Linked DNA regions of Mus musculus: region 2 is linked to region 1. A link is a contact called in public Hi-C data. All regions are on one chromosome and are shown on one strand. The core of a region is the stretch at or near the end of the contact, and the rest is flanking DNA. Distances in the headings are between cores, read along the strand shown.

Region 1 (3,890 bases), core at 175-2,674:
AAGCTTCGTGAAGGTGATAGTGTTTGAGCTGGTCTTGATAGACAGAGATAATTCTTAAGATGAAGATGGGGGGTGGGTTAGGGCATTCATGAACAATGAAGTCAAAGTAACAAAAAGAGCCCTGTACTGGAAACGAAGACCAGTTGAGTTCAGGAGAAGAACAAGATATCTAGAAAGCAGTGAGAGAGGCTAGGTTAGGAGGACTGGCAGTCTGTGAGGTTCTGGAACAACTATAAACATAGGTGGATTAGTCAAACAAGACACTTGAGTAAATAATCAGCCTTCCTGGGCATGAAACATTGAAATGGGTGACCTGGTATGAACTGAAGCTATGTATGGCTAGAGATCAAGATACAGCCCTGAGTTTCATTTTAAAATCAATTGCTGGGGGGGGGGCACTATGAACAAACTGAATAAATTACGGTGAATAAATTACAGAATATGGGGGAAGATAATATATTAACTATTAAGAATATGGCAGTAAAGAAAAGGAGAGAAAAATTTAAGTTGGCTTAAGGTACAAGAGGGACATTAAGACGGAGAAAGACTTACTATCATCACTTGAAATAGAATGAAGCCGAGGTGAGAGGTGGAGTGCAGAGTGAGTCACTTGCACGAGTCAGTGAGTTTGTTCTGTCATATGGACAGTATAGGAACCTACTAGCAGCTCCTGAAAACAGGACTGGGTGTTGCGACACGGAAAACAGATCAACGGGAGCACCTTGAGAAAATAAACCCCTTTGCGACTGTTGATATAACTCATGTATGTTTTGCCAGCTGCGAACTTCTCATAAACTCTTATCCCAAACTGACCTCCAAACTGGCAGGTGGAATCAAGGTCACATCTTTGTAAGAAAATCTGAGACTGAATCATCAGTCTCGTTATTTGAGATATTAGTCTAGAATATGAGGTCCACGAACAATACAAGTTGAAGTAGCTGAAAGCATACTTTTTTTGGAGGGTGGGGAGCCCACGTCCCTAAACCCACAGGAGGGTATGGTTGTGCTTGGACAGGGGCCTCATATTAGCAGGGGAAAGGTTGTTACACGTGATCTTACAAGCTGACGTTCATCAAGCTGCATAACTGCCGCATGGCTCATCGCGGTGACTACCCGGGTGAATTCCAGGGCGGACGCCTCGTTGGGACGAGGTCACGACGCAATCGGACTGGGAGGAGCCCGGAGAAGGCCGCGCCCTCTCGCTAACTACATCTCCCAAAGCTCCACGCGGCCCTAAGGCATAGCAGCCCAGGCACCGAGGGCAGACTGAGGCTCTGGGAATGGGAGTCCGAATGCAGGCACCGCCCCAGTGGACGCCGCGGTGGGGAGATCTGCAGCGATTGGCCAGCGAGCGATGGAGGCCCGCCCACGCATGGTGACGACAAGCCGCCGTCTGGCTACTTAAGGCGTCGTGGTCTGGCCACCCCGCCTTCGCTCCCGCGCTAGAGAGAAACATGTATCGTTTCCGCTCGCAGCTCTTCACGGGGATTTCTGCTGCTGCTGCTGCCGCTTCTCACCCGCGCCGCTCCTCGCCTCTCTTGTTAGCCCGAGACTCGCCTCTCAGCCGCCCGCCGCACAGACGCACGAGTAGACAGTGCAGCTCCATCGGCTGATCCTCGCTGAGCTCCAAGTGTAGGCGGCACCGGGCGGCCCACGATGCCGAAGAACAAGAAGCGGAACGCTCCCCACCGCGGTGGCGGGGGTGGCGGCGGCTCCGGGGCAGCGACGTCGGCGGCCACGGCAGGTGAGGGGTGTCCCCACGCCCGGGAGCCGGCTGGCCGGCCGAACGGGAGACCCCGGCCTGGGGCGCGGTGGGACTTGTAGTTCGGTCTTCGCTTCGGACGCCCAAGTCTGCATAGCGCGTGGTACGGCTGAACTGCAGTTCCCATCATGCCCTGGGACTCGCGCTTCTTGAGCTGGCACGCGGGAGCAGTGCTGGAGCTCCGGCCCTGGGGGCGGGGAGAACTGGGACCTTGGGCCGGAGGGAGAGTCAGAATAAGGGTGACCAGGACTTGGCGTTCTTCCTAGACGTCGCTGCCTGCTGTCCGGTTCTTTATCGAGCTAGAGATGGGGCGGAGCGCCGGTGGCTTGCCGCTGTTGCGCTGCCTGTGGCGCTCCCTCCAACATGGAGTTCTCGGGAGTGTCAAACGTCCAGCGGGCTTGGACCGGCTTTTGCGTCACGAGGCCTGAGCTTTGCGTGATGGGGCCAGGGTGACGCAGAGGCACGAGTGGCTTCCATCCCGCTGTTTTCCTGCGCGTCTCGCAGGTCCTCTAAGGCGGGGTAGAGGCGTCGGAAGCCATGGCCACCGCCCCACCCTTAGCGTGGCTTCCACTCCTAACCCGGTACCTGCAGAAACCGGGAGCCCCCGCAGCCCTTGTGCTGCCAGCCTAGCGACCGCGTTCTCCTTTGTGCTGCATTCTATAGGTTCCATGCAGTGATAAGAGGTGGTGAGAAGCCGAGGTTGCAATTGGCTGGAAAGTTAGGGATAAGTTTTTTTTTTTTTTCCTTCCATGCTAAGACAAAGCTTTTTCTGGATGGTTAATTGCTGAACTGAATGTACGATTCTCTTAACATATGGTTGAGAAGAAAAAAAAATGATTGCAGCCGAAGGTCCCTTCTACAAGACTGCACACAAGACATAAGTCGAGTAGTATTGAAATGGGTAGTCATCTCACTAAGTAATTGTTAAGATTATGGAGTTGAATATTGGAATGCCCCCAGTCGTTCCACACCAAGATAATAGCCATTAGGTATTTGTTGACCTAGCTACTACTCTTTGATCATTCGAATGATATTAGAAAAGTAAATGACCAGTTTTCATGTTAAATATTGGAGACTGGCAATGCAAAAGTTTTCCTCCAGGGTCTGGAGAGCTGAAAGCTCTTGATCATGTGTTAGGTGATAACTGGCTGGGTATGGACTATTACAAATAGAAATGTATCTTTAGATATTTTTTCCCTTTCTCCTGAATGCGTGGTGAAATTCATTGTGAAGTTATGAAATACTGTTCATGTAACCTAGTTGTGGTTGAATCAAGGCTCCTGCTACTTCTGTTTAAGCTTTCCCTCCTGAATAAATACCGGAGTTCTTTCATAAAGTCTTACTAGTCTTATTAAAGTTTTCATTTTAAAAAGATGAAAACAATGGAGAAACACTGACAATTTGGAAACAGATGTTAACAGAGGTCTCCACCTCACAGACACCCTTCCTTTCTGTAGTTTCCTGACAAGTATTGTTCTTTTCTTAGGACAGACACATTTTGCCTCAAGGTGTATTGACCTGCCCTCAGACTGCATCAGTGCTGTCTTTTAAATTCTTTTTCATAGAAAAGATACGAGTTTAAACACTGCATTTTAGCATATGTAATGTAAACACTTGAAGCATCTATAAAAGGAAAGTAATTGATTTGGTTGTTGAAACTGCAAGCTTTGATATTGTTACCATAAAAGCTACCTCTAGCAAGTGGGACTGGATGAGAATGCTTTTCTGTAATTTTCTACTTGAGCCACGTGTGTTTTACTTCCTAAATAGTTGAGTCCGAAAGGAAGTTAGCAAAAATTTTACTTAGAAACCACTTTTTCTATTGAAGTTTGGATGACAGGGAGAATAAATCTGATTTAAGTGAATCTCTAGGGTCTTGGATTTTTATTTATATTCTTTGTAAGTAATTGGAGAGTTGTAGGAAACCAAGAAAATTGATCTCACATGCATGGATAAGTTTACACAGCAGTGTTCTGATCTGAGGAGTGGATTTTCACGTTTTATGTTTTCTTTTTTGTTTTTCTCATTTTGTTTATTATGACAGTCTCAGTCTGTAGCCTGCTCTGGAATTCACTGTAGCATCAGCTGTTCTCAAACAAAGGCAGCTTCTTGTCTTAGACTTCTGATT
Region 2 (3,610 bases), core at 626-3,125, 7.1 Mb after region 1:
AGAAAATGCTCCTACTGTCAAGTTACGTCTGAACTTTTTTGACAACCCCCATCAATTCCTCTGGCCCCTCCATGACTCCTTCCCACCACCAATTTCGGCCAGTTCTCCATACAAGACTCCAGATAGTGCATCACAATTCAAACGAACCCATCCTTTCTTTAAGCACAAAGTAGGTCCTCCAGTGTGGCTCCATTTGAAGCCAGAGGCCAGAGTGACCAATGGCAGGCTTGCAAACAAGGATCACTGATTTACAACAACCAAAGGTGTATGGTGTGCCCAGGCCTGACATAATGGCTTCACTCACATGCCAGATCTGGGGTCATTGTCTGTTCAATGTGTCCCCTTTCAGGTATCATATTTTCATGCTGGGAAGCACAGATTTGTGGGGGGAGGGGTCAGAGTGCAGGCCAAAGATCTGCACATATTGATAACCCCTAACCCTGGTCACTGCCTACAGTCTGTGACCGTGACCAGCAACAAGTAACAAAATGCTACTTGCAGCCAAGGCTTGCCATGTGCAACGGTTTTCAGTGAGAGTGGAGAAGCTGCCGGAATGACCGACCATGTGGGGTTCATTAAAACTTGTGAATTTACATACAAGGGAGGCTGGAATGCTTGTGAAGGGAGCCCCATGCCTCCTCACTCAGGGATTTCAAACCCCACCACCACCATTGGCCAATGGTGCTCCAAGGAGAATGGCAGAGACCAATGTGGACTCCAGCGGAGTGCAGTAAACTTCTGCCTTCCACAGCCTCCCCCACACTGAAAGACCCCCCCCCCAAGTTGTATTTATACTTCGAAGAAGGAAGTTAACAGTGAAGCAGTAGTCACCTGGGCGTGCTCAATTTCTGACAAGCCTTAGTCACTCTGTACCCAACAGAACAATTCACATTATATTCCAAAGCCTGTGAAGACTCTGCCACACAAGCTAACACTAACATGCCAAGAGCTCCACTTACCTTCTTTATTAAGCCTCATAACCTCCCTGCTTTTGCCACCCTCTTTTCCAGCCTCTTCTAAATCTACATCTGCAGATGAAAAAGAAAAGGAAAAAAGAAAATGAGGAAAAAAGGGGGGATGCCAAAGTCAAGGGGGGAGGGAGAGTGTTTATTGACAAACAGATCGATCTAAATACTGTATCTGAAAATCTTGCAAAATTTGACAATGCAACATTTTCTCCCGAGTCTGGCTTTCCATCTACCTGGCCCAGATAGGTACCCCCAAAAAAGGAAAGGAAAAAAAAAACTATGCAAGCAGCAACAGAGTCGCCTTTTAAACAGACACCACCGTGGGGCTGCGAAAGCCCACCCCGCAGGCTGCCTGCCCCGGAGAGCCAGGCACAGACAGACAGACAGCTTTGCTGGCAGCCGGGCCTCTCTGTGCTCTGATGGTCTGTGTCTGTGTGTATTTATTTAGAGAGAGAGAGAGAAGCATGGAGGACGCCGGGGGCCACTCTCTCTCACACACACACTTTTTCCCAGTGGCTCTAGGTGAATGGAAAGGTTACAGGATAATAAAAGGAGGTACAGGCGGTGGGGTTCTTACTGTCGGAGCAGTGTAATTTGGCGGCGTCGATCCAGGAGGACCAGGGTTTGCCCAGAAACGCCTCCGGACTGGGCACTTTGCGGTGCAGTGTCGCCATTGCTGTTCCTTCTTGTTGCTTTTTCCCTGTTCCTTCGGCAGCAGCAGCCGAGAGACACGGGATTCGAGAACGCTCCGACGTCATCTTCGGAACGTTCCGACATTGAGTGTTCTGAGAGGGGGAGGAGGGCGGCGGAGGAGGCGGGAGGCGGGGCGCGCTCGGCCCTGCCCGGCCCTGCTGTGCTGCGTGCAGCCGCTGGGGGCGCCAGAGAGGCGCCGTGTGCGCGGGGCTCGGGAGAGCGCGGAGTCCGGCAGGCTGAGAGCAGAGCCTGAGTGCGCCGCCGGTTCAGCCGGGCAGGGTCGCCTCGCGCCAGGATGCTGCGCCCCGCCGCCCTGTCCAGCCAGCAACCCTGGCGCGACCCCGGGAAGAAGCACAGGTTCTTTCGTCCAGTCGCCGCTGGAGGACCGAAAGTTTTGCTCGCTGCAAGTCTCTTCCTCCCAGAGTCCCAGTCACCCACCATGCGACGTCCCAGAAGGATCCCGGAGGCTTAGTGGGAACGAAATCGGCTGTTTTGCACCCCTCCATCCTTATCCCTCAGGGTAGAGCAGGGACTCTAGAGAGTACACCTCCCAGCTACCATCCACTTCACCCTGTCTCCTCTCTCGGTGAGCCTTGGAATCCGGTCTCTTCGCAGATGCCTTCAGGAGTCAGAAGCAAAGGGGAAATGGACATAACTCCGAGAAACCGGTGAGTGGGGGCAAGGGGAGTGATCATCCCATCCTTGGTTTCATAGCAGGCAAAATTCCAAAATCATTTTGTCTCTGGCGTTCCCGGGGATCTGTGCGATGGTTGTGTGTCCCAGCTGGTAGAGCCACTGCGGAGACTTTGCTCCGCGCACACCAGAGACTGAGCGAGCTCAAGGCTCTTGGGTGATGCTAAGCCCCTCCCTCAGACCCAGCACTTGCACAGAGCAAGCAGGTTGGCCAGAGGACTTCGCATCACCGGAGAACCTGACTGCCAGGTGTGTAGACGCGTGGCGCTTTGAGATGTCTCTTCTGACCCTAGGGGCTGGTAAATGAGACCTTAACCTTCTGTTACCTCTTTAGAATTGTTTGCTTACTAGGAATTCCCTAAACTGTAAAGACACCCTTACCCCCGTAATCAATAACTTTTCTATTTGTGAAGCATCCTTCCATTCTTACCACTGCTGTCCCCGGGAGCCCTTCTGCTCCACACTGAAGCGTTGCTTAATTCTGGGCTGTATTCTGGTGGGGCTGGAATGTCCTGGCACTCAGCACCATGAACCTCAAAACCTGCATTAGGATGGGGGCGGGGAAGGAACCTCTGGAGGCTTGTTTTCAGCTGTGATGTGTGTGCGCGAGTGGGCCTGCCTCTATGGGACATGGATAATTCTCAGGTTTGGATGAATTGCTACCTAACTAAGGTGCCAGTGGGTAAGGAATTACCTTACTTTAAATACTTGTGGTTTGGGAAATATTTCTCAGACCTTGACATCTTAGATGAGCCAGGCGCTGTACCTGACATTACTTCACCCATGCATCTTTTTAAATAACATTGTTTCTCATGGACCGGTTGCCCAGGGTCAGAGAGAGAGGGAGATCCATCCTGGTCTTCACAGAGCTGCAGCTGGAGAACGATCATGCTTAGCTCTTCAGGGAAGCTAGGCATGTGTACAGTGACCCCAGACCAGTGTGGCAAGGGTATGGACTTTCACGGCAGGGCCAGTTCCTTGGCGGAAGTTGAAATGAGCTAAGAGTGTTCAGAAAAAATGTGTCACCAAGAAAACGGAATCTGCTCTGCATATTAGAAATTGGGAAGATCTTATAGTAAGCTGAGGTCTGGTCTTGCCTAGAAAAGGGGACCATGCAGAACCTTGGGTGAATGTAAGCATATGTGGGTCGATGGTGTGGCTTAGCTGTGTAACGTCTTGTGTCCTACTAGGACCATCATTGGGAGCTAGCTGGAGGCAGCTAGGAAAAAACCAACATGTTCCATTCAAACATGTCC

What was found. Hi-C and Micro-C count contacts between places; a contact is called where the count stands out from the background.
Region 2: a contact with region 1 is called in a Hi-C map of CD4 T cells, with 5 times the contacts expected there. The contact joins the promoter of F730043M19Rik here to the promoter of Ifrd1 in region 1.

Annotation. Positions count from the first base shown.
Region 1 is chr12:40,220,723-40,224,612 of GRCm38.p6, reverse strand. Ifrd1 (interferon-related developmental regulator 1) reads left to right here and starts at 1,424. Exons shown (of 12, transcript NM_013562.2): 1 at 1,424-1,744. The coding sequence starts at 1,657. It overlaps Mir1938 (microRNA 1938), which reads left to right and starts at 1,802; the gene lies at 1,802-1,901. Gm7008 (predicted gene 7008) reads right to left here and starts at 1,249. Exons shown (of 3, transcript NR_045157.1): 1 at 1,060-1,249.
Region 2 is chr12:33,145,851-33,149,460 of GRCm38.p6, reverse strand. F730043M19Rik (RIKEN cDNA F730043M19 gene) reads left to right here and starts at 1,875. Exons shown (of 6, transcript NR_015602.3): 1 at 1,875-2,329. Atxn7l1 (ataxin 7-like 1) reads right to left here and starts at 2,490. Exons shown (of 11, transcript NM_001374022.1): 1 at 1,546-2,490; 2 at 960-1,028. The coding sequence starts at 1,726.